2 separate regions of the Gossypium arboreum genome follow, and region 1 is linked to region 2. A link is a contact called in public Hi-C data. All regions are on one chromosome and are shown on one strand. Each heading gives the region's core, a stretch centred on a gene start, on an enhancer-like site or on the middle of the called end of the contact. The rest is flanking DNA. Distances are from core to core; before and after follow the strand shown.

Evidence for each region. A called contact is a pair of places that touch in the nucleus more often than the background predicts.
Region 1: a contact with region 2 is called in a Hi-C map of leaf, with 2.3 times the contacts expected there. The contact joins the enhancer-like site here to the promoter of LOC108484687 in region 2. A contact is called at or near these places in 2 of 5 Hi-C or Micro-C datasets (both in leaf).

The regions. Positions count from the first base shown.
Region 1 is chr3:9,506,158-9,512,493 of ASM2569848v2, forward strand. No RefSeq gene overlaps it. Among protein-coding and RNA genes, the nearest start is that of LOC128290538, 5.2 kb to the right of the region's middle. Within about 2 kb of position 2,539, at least 1 of the 2 cell types and tissues checked has an H3K27ac peak or open chromatin away from gene starts, as enhancers often do. A contact at or near this core is called in leaf, where this site is marked.
Region 2 is chr3:9,388,256-9,395,255 of ASM2569848v2, forward strand. It overlaps LOC108484687 (glycerophosphodiester phosphodiesterase GDPD1, chloroplastic-like), which reads right to left and starts at 1,368. Exons shown (of 8, transcript XM_017788569.2): 1 at 1,082-1,368; 2 at 810-994; 3 at 83-142. The coding sequence starts at 1,184.

The sequences.
Region 1 (6,336 bases), core at 1,289-3,788, 120 kb after region 2:
GACCTTTGTAATGCATATATTATGAGGATTTTTAGTAACACTTTTGAAATGTGAAAAAAAAATCAATTTAAACAAATTTTATAAAAACTTTCTAACGTGATTGAATTTTCTTATTTAAAAGATTTATTTTCTTAAGAAGACTATTCTTAAAATTTCTCTATATCTTATCATTTTTAAAAGGCATAATCGAATCTAATTTCAAGGAGAAGAAAATTCATGTTGATTAGAGTTTTACAAGACTTTAATGTTTATTTAAAAAGACTTGTTTAATATTTATGTATGAGATTGAGAGCAATTATTTTTTAACTTTTATTTAAAAAGATTAAAAATATTTTTGCATATATTTAAAAATTTTGATAAAATAAAAATTTAAATACAATATTTTAAAAGAAGCTATAAAAGAACACTACAAGATCGATGCCATCAATTTTTCAAAAAAAAACCATTTTCATATTCTAACGTTTTCCATCATTTGCTTCCAGTTTTTGAAAAATAAATGTGTTGGAAAATTAATCATTAATTTAAACAAAAATAGTAACTTAAAATTTTAATTTTATGAAAATTTGAAATTTCAATATAGTTTTAATTTATAAAATAATACTTTATAATTTTTAGTCTTCAATAATTTTAAATTTTCATTAGTATGAAATATTTTTTTATAATTTTAGAATTTTCGATATATATAAAAATTTTAATTTTAGAAATAGTTTTGGATTTTTATATTCTTTTTAGGATTTTTCAAAAATTCTAAAACTTCATAATTTTTTTTGAATCTATATTATATTCTATTAAATTCAAAAGTTAAAATTATAAAAAAACCTGAAAAGTATAAACATACTATTTTTTAAAAATGTTAATTTTAATTTTAAAAATTTTTAGTTTTATAATTGAATAAAATACTTTTTAAAATTTTTATAATTTTAGAAAATTTTAGAATTCTTTAGAATTGATTAGAAATTTAAAAATTTAATCACTTTTTGCATTTTATCATTTTTAATAAACTTTTCGATTTGTTATAGAATCTTCTGGACTTTTAAGAATTTTCTGGATTCTTTTTACATTTTATATAAATTTTATTTGTTAAGATGACATGACATTTGATGTGAGATTTGTAAACATATTTCACTTTTTATTTAAATGGATTTACAAACTTGGAGTACAAGACTAAATTTAATAAAGTACAGAAATTAGGGTGTGCTTGGTTTTAAGACAACATTCCTATTTTTCATTTTTATTTCTAGAAAATAATTTTATTTTTATTTTTCTGAGAATTGAAAAATGTTTAGTAATTGAAAATAGTTAACACGGATTTCGTATGTATTTTTGTAAATAGAAATGAAAAAATAATTAAATGCTTAAATTAAAGTATAATTTATTTAAAATGTATTACAATAGTAAAATAAAATGCAATTAAATAAAAATATTTAAAGATTATAAAAATAAAAAATTGCTTCTAACAGGATTCGGTAAATTTAATGTTTAAAATGAAACTTAAAAGAAATTGTTTTGAATTTTTTCATTTTTCCAAAATATTTTATCGAAAACATGTTTTTTGCTATTTTTCATTTTCCAAAAAAATAAAGCACCCTTAATTTCACCAAGAAATAATAATGTCTTCATAGATGGCTTCTCAAGGTTGAATTAATACAATGTTGTATTTCGTGTTTAAAAAGGGTGAAACAAGCATTTTGTTAACGTGAAGGGAGGAGTGGAGAGTTCAAAGTATGGAGACTTCCTCCCAACTTTAATTTGGAAATCTTATTAAAATTACCTTCATTTTCCCTTTCAATTAATTAATGAGCACTAATTGGTGATGCATAAAATGTTTCTATTTCTCACGATACCGCAGCCAAAAAGAGAATACGATAAAGGAGGACAAGTTAAAAAGCATTTTAAACCATTGATTTAATGATTGAGCTTGTTGTATAAATTGTGGGTGGGACACCTACTTTCAATATGATTCATTTTGATAGTAATTTTTTATATAATTGTAAGATGTAATTTTAAAATATATATATATATATATATATTTATATTTGAAATTACATCCTGATTGAATTTTATTTTTGAAAAATATTAATAGTTGATTATTGAGGCCTTTGGTTTTATTTTATTTTTGTATATACCATTTGCCAATAAAATAAGATTCAGTTTTCACGTTTAGTTCAGGAAACAAAGGTATTATTTATTAGTCAACTTTAATAGCAATGATTATGGGAATGATTGAAGGATATTAGCTATAAAAAATGAATTAGGCAAATTAAGATGGAGCAAATCCAAATAAAGGAGGAAGGATATATATAAAAAAGAAAATGAAGACAAAAAAAGAGAGGGCGGGGGGCAGCAATATGCATGATATAAGCCCCTGAATCCAAGAAATGGAGGTCAAGATGTGGTTCAAGTGTTTTCACCCCACCACACAAACCAATAATGAATGATGTGTGTCGTTATCTGCATGCCAATAATGATGAGCTGAAGTGGCTTCAGCCTAGCCTAGGAATGGAAAGCAACCACAAATTATGGCCATCGTGGACCAACGCCTTTTCGATCAAACTATAGTATCTATGACTATCCCCTCACACAATTCTCAGCTGAAGTGGCTTCAGCCTAGCCTAGGAATGGAAAGCAACCACAAATTATGGCCATCGTGGACCAACGCCTTTTCGATCAAACTATAGTATCTATGACTATCCCCTCACACAATTCTCAGCTTCAATTATAAGGGGTATGTCCGTCTCCATTTAATAATGCAATGCAATAATCATGCACTACCAATACAATTATATCGTTTGGTAAAATATCCTACTACTTCTTGTATTATATTTCAGATGTAGGAGTAAAATAATATATTGGTTAAAATTATACCCATAAATGTTTATTTTCGTGTTTTTCTTTTTATATTTAATATACAATAATAAATGTTTCTCTCAACCTTTACACATTTATTTAAATTGACTCAGCTTATTTTTTTTAATCTTAGCAAATTAGCTCTCAACATTTCATTGTTGACATTGTTTGGAAAGCAACCTAGTAATTGAATTTAAGTGTAATTACTTGTAATTATATGTTTGAATAATCATTGTAATTATATTAATTTATATTATAAGTATGAGTACATATGAGTGTTTGAGATGACACATAACAATTTTTTAAGACTGTTTATGGAATAAAAAAAAAGTACATGGCCAAATACTAACCCCTAAAAATCATATTCTAAGCATAAACACATATGAGTGCTTGAGATGGTTATGACAAAAAATTTCTAAAGTTGTATTGTAAAGCTTAAAAATTTATATCATAAAAATAATTTATGTTCATTTTATAAAGTTAGAACTAAAATTTATTTTGTTTAAATCCTAAACAATTTCTAAAGTTAAGAGCAAAAATAATTTACTTGTTATAAAAATGTCATAAAAAAGTGCTACAATATGTTATGGTAAATAAATGTGAGAGATAAGCCGATGTTTGATATCTCTACCAGTTTTTTGGGAAATGAAGAATTTATAACCCCAAGATTTTATTGTATTTTCCTTTTTCATTTCAAATAGAATTAGGTGGTTGCTTGAGGCCATGAATCTTTCCTAGCGATGAAGGGAGAGGAGGTCAAGCCGTTTGTCATTATTAATTGTAATCAGTGTAGTGGGCCAAATTTGCCCGAGCCCACTAGAAACCCAAATATACAATAAATAAATAAACAAATGAACCTCAGTCCATTAAATAACCCTATCGACCCAAACCCAATTTTAAAACTTGGCCCAAATTTACAAGGCCGATAGGCCCGAACACTAAACCAAGATGAAGTCCTAGCAAGACATGTTTACCCTCGGCATCCTCGGCCTCTGTGCAGCCTCTGCACCCCATGCTGCTCTAGCCTAGACCCATACCCTCGTGCAAGGGCCAACATGCACGGCCACACGTCGCCCAGATCTACGAACCCATACCCAGCGCCAACTCACGGCCCGTGCTCTACACGCAAAAAGACAAACAAAGCGGCAACAAACACGAACAAAGCAATGAGAATAGCAAATGAAAATGGCATTTTTAATTTAGTTTCCAGTTTCTTTTTTCCTTCAGCTATAAAGCCATAGTTCTCAGTAAATGTAAAGGTTACGAACCCACGTATACAGAAGCAATAGATAAAAAAAAGGAAAAGGTGATTTCTGTTCCTAAGTTTCTGGGTTTATTACGCTTTATTCTTGTCCATTCCCGTTGATTTTCTTTCTTTTTAGTGTCTAAATAAAAAGGAAATGAAAATGAAACCGTACCTTGAAAATAGGCCATCGGTTCTCCTTCGCTTCACCGAAATCGGAGATTTAAGGAAAACTTCAAGGCCACAAAGCGGTCACGCATAGCCTAAGGGTGCTGGTCATCTACGACGGCGGCTTGGCATTTGATGAGAGGGGACCTAGGGTTCGTCGAATGAGAAGAAAAGGGGGGGTAAGCAGGATCGGTCGAATTTGACTAATTTTAGTCCTTTTAAAGGAGTAAAAACGACACCGTCTAGGCCACCCCCCCTTTATGCCCGATCCGACCCGATTCTTAGCCCTGGGATCCGCGCGTTTTCGCGGTGAGGGGATATTTTCAACATCGGTCCCTCTCCTTTCGCGCCTCAGTTCAATCAGATCATATTTGCGTTTCATTTTCTTAAAATTGCCCCTGCAATTAGGTAATGCGTTTACAATTTGGCCCGTACTCCAACGTGGCGTTTTGAGAGCCTGGAATATTTCCAGATTGAGCCCCTATACATTTGCGCGCATCGCGCAGTGGTCCTTTCTTTTATTACTTTATTTTCAGATTATCTCTTTGGTTTTGGATCGATTCTAATTAAATCCTTTTAGCTTATAACCCTTTTATTCTCATTTGTTTATTTGTACAGCTATTTGAAGATTTTTATCATGTTAACATCATGTTTTATACATTTTAAATATTTGTTTCATTTATATTATTATATGTATGTATATATTATAATAATGATTAACTATTTTATACATAATGGCTTTTGACTCTATATCTATTTTTGTATGTACTTACTTTTAGGCACACATATTTGTATATTAATATGTTTATTACCCTAATAGACTTCTTATTTTAAAACACTTTTCGTTTTATGATTTATTAAATATTCTCTATATACACAAAATAATTCTTAGAAACTTCCTTTTGAATACTTATAAAATTATTATTTTTGAGTGTATTCATATATCATATTGTTTTGTGTTTTACATATAGCTTATTATCTAAATATTATGATATAAGGGTATCGTATAACTCTTAGACTATTTTGAAATTATGTCTTATTATTAATCTCATGCCACTTTTTTATAAACTTCCATGTACATGCTTCATAAATTAATTTTGTGCATTCTTTAGCATTATTTTGCATCATATTTTATCTAAATTATCATACTTTGCCGACTTTTAAATGAATTTGCGTTTTAATCATTTCACATACGATTTAATTCAAACTTTCATCTTCTAGTATCTATTTCAATAGTTATGTGTGTTCCAAATTTTTATACAAGCTTGTCAACTTATATAGCGTGAGTTTGTTAATCTCACACCACTTGACTTCTAAATTCCATTTTGTTTTGCATATACTATATTGGTTGTTTTATATACATATACATATACATTCCTTGCATGGTATCCATCTTGTTAATTACTATTCATACATGATCGAAATTAGGTCACAATTTTTAGATTAATTGCTTATTCTGCTATTTAATCGATACTCTTATTCAATGAGCATCGTATCACCATATGTGCCTTCACCCCCCATATCATCGTTTCATTTGATTTTTGAAAGGTAGTTCTCTAAAAACCCGAATTTTATGGTTAATTTCATTTTATTTCAAATCGAATTAACATGTCTTCAACTAGCTTTATAATTAATCATTCAAAAATTTTTAAGACGAAGACGAAGTTCGATATTTAGCAATTCGCAGAATCGTGCCCTAACGTGTTGGGTTGCAATTTTGCGTTTGCTCAAAATAATCGAGCATCCCTTCAAAATTTCATTCATATCTTCTAAAAGGAAATCTTTTAAAACAAAGGCGATAATTGGTGTTTGATAACTCGGGAATCATGCCCTATCGTCTTTGGGTTGTGATTTCTCATTGGTTCAAAACAATCGAATATTCCTTTAGGTTTTCACTCATGTTTATTAAAATTTTTCAAAAGCGAAGGCGACGTTCGATGTTTGACAATTTGAAAATCGAGTCCTATTGTCTTTGAGTTACGTTTTTCATTTATTCAAAACGATTGAAGATCCCTTCGGAAATTCACTCACGTTTTTTTAAAAAAAAAAAACTCTTTAAAACAAAAAATGTTCGATGT
Region 2 (7,000 bases), core at 118-2,617:
ACACCCAAAATATTTAGCAACTTAACCAATTGTAGGGTATGAATCATGCAAAACTATGAGAGGAAAGGTGAAAATAGCTAACCTTTTCTTCATGGAGGATGAAGTTGTCATGGTAAATGACAGGGTAGTCATCTTTCGTCACCTACAACAAATAGGTTTTTTTGGTATTTGTTTACAAGATCCGTCTAAAGGTTCTTTGTTCATCCATGTAGGTTTTTTTTTTTTAAAGAGAAAAAAAAGAAAAGAAAAAGAAAAACACCACCAAAGATGGCAATTCAAAGAAAACAAAGGTAAACCAATCAGTGCCCCAACAAAAAGCAGATTCATAACTAAATCGACAATGAATGCTGAATGAAACAAAAAATGAATTAGACATCAAAGATTAAGGTTTAGACCAGCTAAACAGGGTTGCAAGTGGGATCTCTTTCATTGTGGGGTTGGCCGGGCCACCTGACGACCTACCGGGCATGAGACAACAACCTCATCCAGATCGACATTACGAGTCCCCATTAAAACTAGTTATCAATTTCGCGGCGAATAGAGACAGAACCTCACCGCTTTTTTTCTTAGTTTGGTAGGGTAGATAATAATAATAACAACAATTAAAAAAAAAAAGGGAAAAGGAAGAAAAGGAAGTTCTAAGAAAGGGTAAATAATACTGAAAGACAAATGTTTGCTCTCTCTCTCTCAAAAACCATCGGCGGATTTGAGAGAAACGTGGAAGTTAGTTTAATTGCGGGGCATGCCGCCGGTTTTATACCGGGATACGCTATGTTTGGTGAAAGGGAGGAGAGAGATGGTAGGCTCACCTGAACGTCAAATTCAATGAAATCGATAGGAAACTTAGCCGCCTCATTGAAAGAAAGAATAGAATTCTCTTTGATGGATTTCATTCTGGGATCAGGCGATTGCAACATGTTCATTCCGTTCCCTCTGTGACCCACTACTAGAAACTTGGGAATGTTGCATTCGCATATTTTATCATCATTAACACCTATTCATATACCCCCATTAAAACAAGATCTTTTAAGCTAAAAAGAAAAGAAAGGTAGGGTGGAGATTGAAAATTCAACAACTTTACCTGCTCGGAAACGAGTTGAGCAGAGTGCTAATGCAGCATTCTCAGGGACTTGATCAAGATTAGGCACATCACAAACATGAACCGCTTTGAGAGCCATGGCCATATCTTGTCTATTCTTTTCTAATGAATTGGCTAAGATTCATTGAATTTAAGAAAGGGGTCAGGTGACGGTGGAAACAGGCATAGGAACTGTTTAACAAGATCACATGAAAAACAAAGATGGGAAGTGGAGAATTTAAACCGACTCCAGAAACCTTTTTCATCTCTTTGGAATATTTGGCCATTTATTTTATAGATTTATTTTAGAGGGAGCACACTTGAAACTTAAGATGGAATATTCCGTAGGTGGAGGACAGGAGAAAATCACGGTCGTTTACATTTTTACCATTTTTTTCTTTTCTTCTATTTTTGGTTATCCGTTAGTTATATTACTTATTATAGTTTCACTTGTTGATAAACATAGTAAAAAAATTAATAGATAAAGAAATTATTCCTTTATTAAGTGAATATATTGATAATTAATTTTATCATAATAAAAGAAAAATCGTATTATTGTTAGCTTACAACATTGAAATTATGAGAGCATTTTATATATAACTATATTAATTATATTAATGATGAGTAAATTATATTAATTAATTATTGTATAGTTAAATATATTACGTGTGGGCTTTGCGGGGATCTCATTTTTTTTTTTTTACCAGGAAAGAAGAAGAAAATTGTAGAAGGCTGTGGAATTGGAAGGACAATCTATACAATACATAAAATAAATATTTTAATAATCTATTATTTTGATTCAGAATTTTCGTCCATGAAAAGTGCCTTCCTGAATTTCATTAACCTTCCAGAAATTTTCAAATCTGCTCATACGTAAATAGATTAAACTAGCTAGAATTGTGATTCTTTTTTTGTATGGATACAGGGCTGGTAAATGTTTTATGCTGTGGCTCCAAACCAATTAGTGAAGAACGTGACTACGAAAACAACACTGAAAACAAACAAAAACAATCTCAAGAAAACCCAAAGCAAACAACGCATGTTCATCAGATTCTTGACTAGACATAAGTATCCAAACTAAAGTCTTGCCCTAGATTAAGTTCATCGACCAGCAGTTTCTCTAGTACATCGGTAATGCTAGGATGCTATAGTTCAAGTGAACAGTCTCCAATGACCAATAAAAAGGAGGAAGGCTAAAATGACATAAGATCAACTTTGTAATTAATTTCCAGTGTTTGTTTGTTGGTCTTCCACAATCACTTGGTTAAGTTGCAACTTGTTTAATAGTTATTCCTGTATCTGCTCACAAAGATTAATTGTTTTTTTTTTTTCAATTTGGTAATAGAGTTAAGACATTTGACATAGTAAATTTGATCCCACTTGATTTTCACTCACAAAATTGAATAGATTCAACTATGCCTATTGAAAAGTCAGGATGAGAATTTTCATCAAGTTTATAGATGAGAAAACATAATGTTCTATCATGACAAATTTGAAGACACCAACTACAAATGTCGAGGGAGTTAAAATATAAAAGTCTGAAGCTACATGGACTAGTGAAGAAGAGAAGATTGCTACTGAAAATTCTAAAACACAGAATATCATATTATGTGGTATTGATGAACCAGAATTTAAGGGAATGATCTAAATCATAAGGAGTAATATGTAAAGAAAATTTAAAAAGAACTAAAGGGATTGAAAACGTACGTGAAAAAGAATATATAAAAATTTACACCATTCTAATATTTAATATGATATATATTTTTCTTACAGTAAACAGTCTTATGTTTTGTATGGTAATATGTAATAATTATATATTATTTTGATTAGGATTTTTGACATATAAACTTAATAATTAGGTCTACTTTGATATTTGTATCTTTTAAAATTTATTTTAATACTTGAACTGAAGATAAAAATATACCTGCATCAAAATTGAGCAAATATCATTAATCTAAGTTCATGGTAAAAATTGTTGGAAAATATGGACATCACATATATAATAAAGATAATTACATGTTATTATTTACTATCTATTAGCCTAAATTAAGAGTGATCTAATTTGGTTAAAGTTTTATTGAGCTTTAATTATTAAATAAAGTATGAGTTAAATATGTGTAGATACTATAGTAATTAAGTTCTAATCAAATTCTAATTAATGATGTGTTAATTAGGAATTAGGGCTAATATGTCAAAGTTATAAATATTAGGGTTATGGTCCTCAAATTACATACAATATATATTTTTTTAATATCCCATTATTAGGAAGGAAAGAGATATCAAATATTATCTAAATTTCTTGTGTGCTAATTTAGAAAATCAAATCCTCAAGATTTGTAGATTTCAAGGGATCCATGAATTCAGATACGCTTCGCATCTAGTTTTATACTTGTATTATTCTTGATGATTTGACATGATGATTTTGCTTTATGATTTCTTAAGTTTTATATCATATATTAATTTATGATTCTAACAAGTGGTATTAAAATCTCGTTATATTGAATCATTAGGAATTAATTAATATTCTTTCTTTTTGAATGATTTATGAAATTTTAGGGTTTTGATTTTAATCTTTAATTTGGATTTTTTTAATTGATGAATTCAATTATTAGGGTTTGAAATATGCTTTTAGTTTATCAATTAATAAATAAAGACGGTTTGTTTATTTATTTATTTTCTATTTGCATGTTTTGTTTCAATTTCAGTTCATGTTTGCGCATATGTAATTATTATTATTATTATTTTTCCATATAAGCCATTTAATTTAATGTTAAAAAATTCACAGTATAGAAATTGATTGATATATATGTTTCGTTTATATATTTATAATATATGCATGTTATGATTGATTCAATGTATGAAATGCATGATTAGTTCATATACATGTTTCGGTTATATATATAATATATGCATATTGTTTTGGAAAAGTATATAAATAAATATATACATATATATACACACGCAATTATCTTTTCATTTGATTGAAAGATAAGACTAAGATAAATATTTTGAAACAAATAAATTCAGATTTTGGTTTTAATTAATGATGTATAATATTTTAAATATATTAGTTAAAACAAAATGCCGCCAAAGTAACCTCTTTTGTGTAGATTAGTTTATTTAAACTATCGAGATGATTATATGTTTTTGTGATTCATGCGTTTATTAATTGACTCAAAGGTAAGTTAATATTTGACAGAACTTCAAATGACATCTATAGTGATAAATGTGTGACAATTATAAGGTATTTTATGTGAGCAATAAGTTAGTCTAAAGATTAATTAATTGTTAGACATAATTTATTGTCAATATTTGATTGCTACAACAAAAGTATTGCTTACTGTTAATATTACTGTCCAAAGACTTGATATTAATATTGTGTTTGGTATCTTGAGATGAGATTAGCCACTATCTTGAATTTATTGTTTACTTATGAATATTGATTTAAGCTTGTTTTTATTTTTCTATATTCAGCTAGTTCATATTCTGTTGCCACAGTATCTGCTAATATAAATTCTATACCCATGCTTAATAGGACTAATTTTAAGGAATGGAAAAGATTCTTACTTATAATGCTTGGCTATATGGATATAGACCTTGCACTAAGGGAAGAACAACCTACACATTTTACTGCGGTAAACACCCCTGATGTTAAGAGGGATTTTGCCAGGTGGGATCGTTAAAATCGCATGAGTCTAATGATAATGAAATAGAACATTCTAGAAGCCTTTAGGGGGCACAGAATCTAAATAGATTACTAAAGCCAAGAGTTTCCTTTATGAAATTGAGAAATGTTTTGCTAAAAATGATAAAGTTGAGATGACATCACTTCTGACTTCTTTTATGTCTATGAAGTATAAGGGTCAAGGAAACGTAAGGGAGTACATTATGGAGATGTTCCATATTACTTTAAGACTTAAGGCAATTAAGATCGAACTCTCCGAGGAATTGCTTGTTCTTATGGTTTTGGTATCGCTTCTTGCCAAGTTTAATCAATTAAAAATTAGTTATAACTGTCAAAAGGAGAAATGGACTCTAAATGAGCTCATTTCTCATTGTGTGCAAGAGGAAGAAAAGTTGAGGTGTGATAAGTCTGAAAGTGCTTATTTAGCCAATGCCCCTAAAGATAAGGACAAGAAAAGAAAATATCAGAATGAAGTCGCTAAGGGTCCAGCTCAAAAGAAACAACAGCAAGCTACAGAGAGTTGTTTCTTTTGTATCAAGTCTGGACACGTGAAAAAAGATTGTACCAAATATCATGCTTGGCGTGCAAAGAAAGATATAATTCTTAATTTGGTCTGTTCTGAGATTAATTTAGCTTCAGTACCTAGAAACACTTGGTGGATAGATTTTGGTGCTACTACTCACATAAGTGTTCCTATGCAAAGTTGCCTGAGTTATCTAAAGCCAAGTGATGGTGAAAGACACATCTTCGTGGGCGATGGAAAATCGGTAGAAGTGGAAGCGATTGGCCATTTTAGGTTGTTATTAGAAATTGGTTTTTATTTGGATTTAAAAGGCACTTTTATTATACCGTCATTTAGACAGAATTTAGTTTATATTTCTTCGTTGGATAAATTTGGATATTATTTTTCATTCGAAAATAATCAATTTAGTTTATCTTTAAATCCAAATGTTGTTGGAACTGGTTATTTAAATACTTATGACATCCTTTATTTGCTAGAAAGAGTTGTATCCTCTAATGAGACCTTGCACGTGGAATCATGTGGTATTAAACGCAAATTAAATAAGGAAAATTCAGCATCATTATGGCACAAGTGCTTAGGTCATATCTCAAAAGTTAAAGTTGAACGCCTTGTGTCTGATGATATTTTAGAGTCCCTTAACTTCATAGACTTTGATGTCTGTGTCGATTGCATTATGGGAAAACATACCAAAACCAAAAGATTGCGTGTAAATAGATCTTCGGACATCTTAGAATTAATTCATATAGATATTTGTGGGCCATTCCCTACGGCATCTTGGAATGGTCAACAATATTTCATAACATTCATAGATGATTACTCACGTTATGGGTACCTATATCTCAATCATGAGAAATCTCAATCTCTGGACGTGTTCAAAGCTTATAAAGTTGAAGTTGAGAATCAACTCAACAAAAAGGATTAAAAACTTCAGATTTGATTGTAATGGTGAGTACTGCGGTAGATATGATGGCTCATGTGAACAATGCCCAGGACCATTTGCGAAATTCCTAGAAGACTGTGGTATTGTCCCACAATACACCATGCCAGGATTACCAAGTATGAATGGTGTAGCTGAAAGACGAAACAGGACTCTTAAGGATATGGTAAAAAGCATGATTGTTTATTCTACCTTACCTGAGTTCCTCTAGAGAGAAGCATTAAAGACAACAAGTTACATTTTGAATTGAGTACCGAATAAAGAGTTGCAAAAACACCTTATGAGCTTTGGACAAGTCAAAAGCCTAGTTTAAAGCACTTTCACATTTGGGGATGTCTAGCTGAGGTAATGCCTTATAGGCCACATGAAAAGAAATTGGACTCTAAAACAGTGAGCATCTACTTTATTATATGATCTATGGGCTATAAGTTTTATGATCCCATAATAAGGAATATTTTTGAGACATGAACTGCAACATTTTTTAAGGATGTTGAGTCTGGGGGGATAAATAATGTTACAGACATTGCTCTTGAGGAGGAATTGGATTCTAACTCAGTTCCTACGTCACTTTTGACGATGTTCAGGTTCTCATATCTATCATTGATCAATAAGTGAATCCAAAAATTCAACAAGACAATGTTGAACAACTTCTCATTCAAGATGAGGTAATTGTTCAGAAGAACAAACTCAATAACCTTAAGAATAAGTGCCATTAAGGATGTCTACAAGAGAAAGGAGAAATGCTATTTCAAATGATTATGTTATATTTCCCCAAGA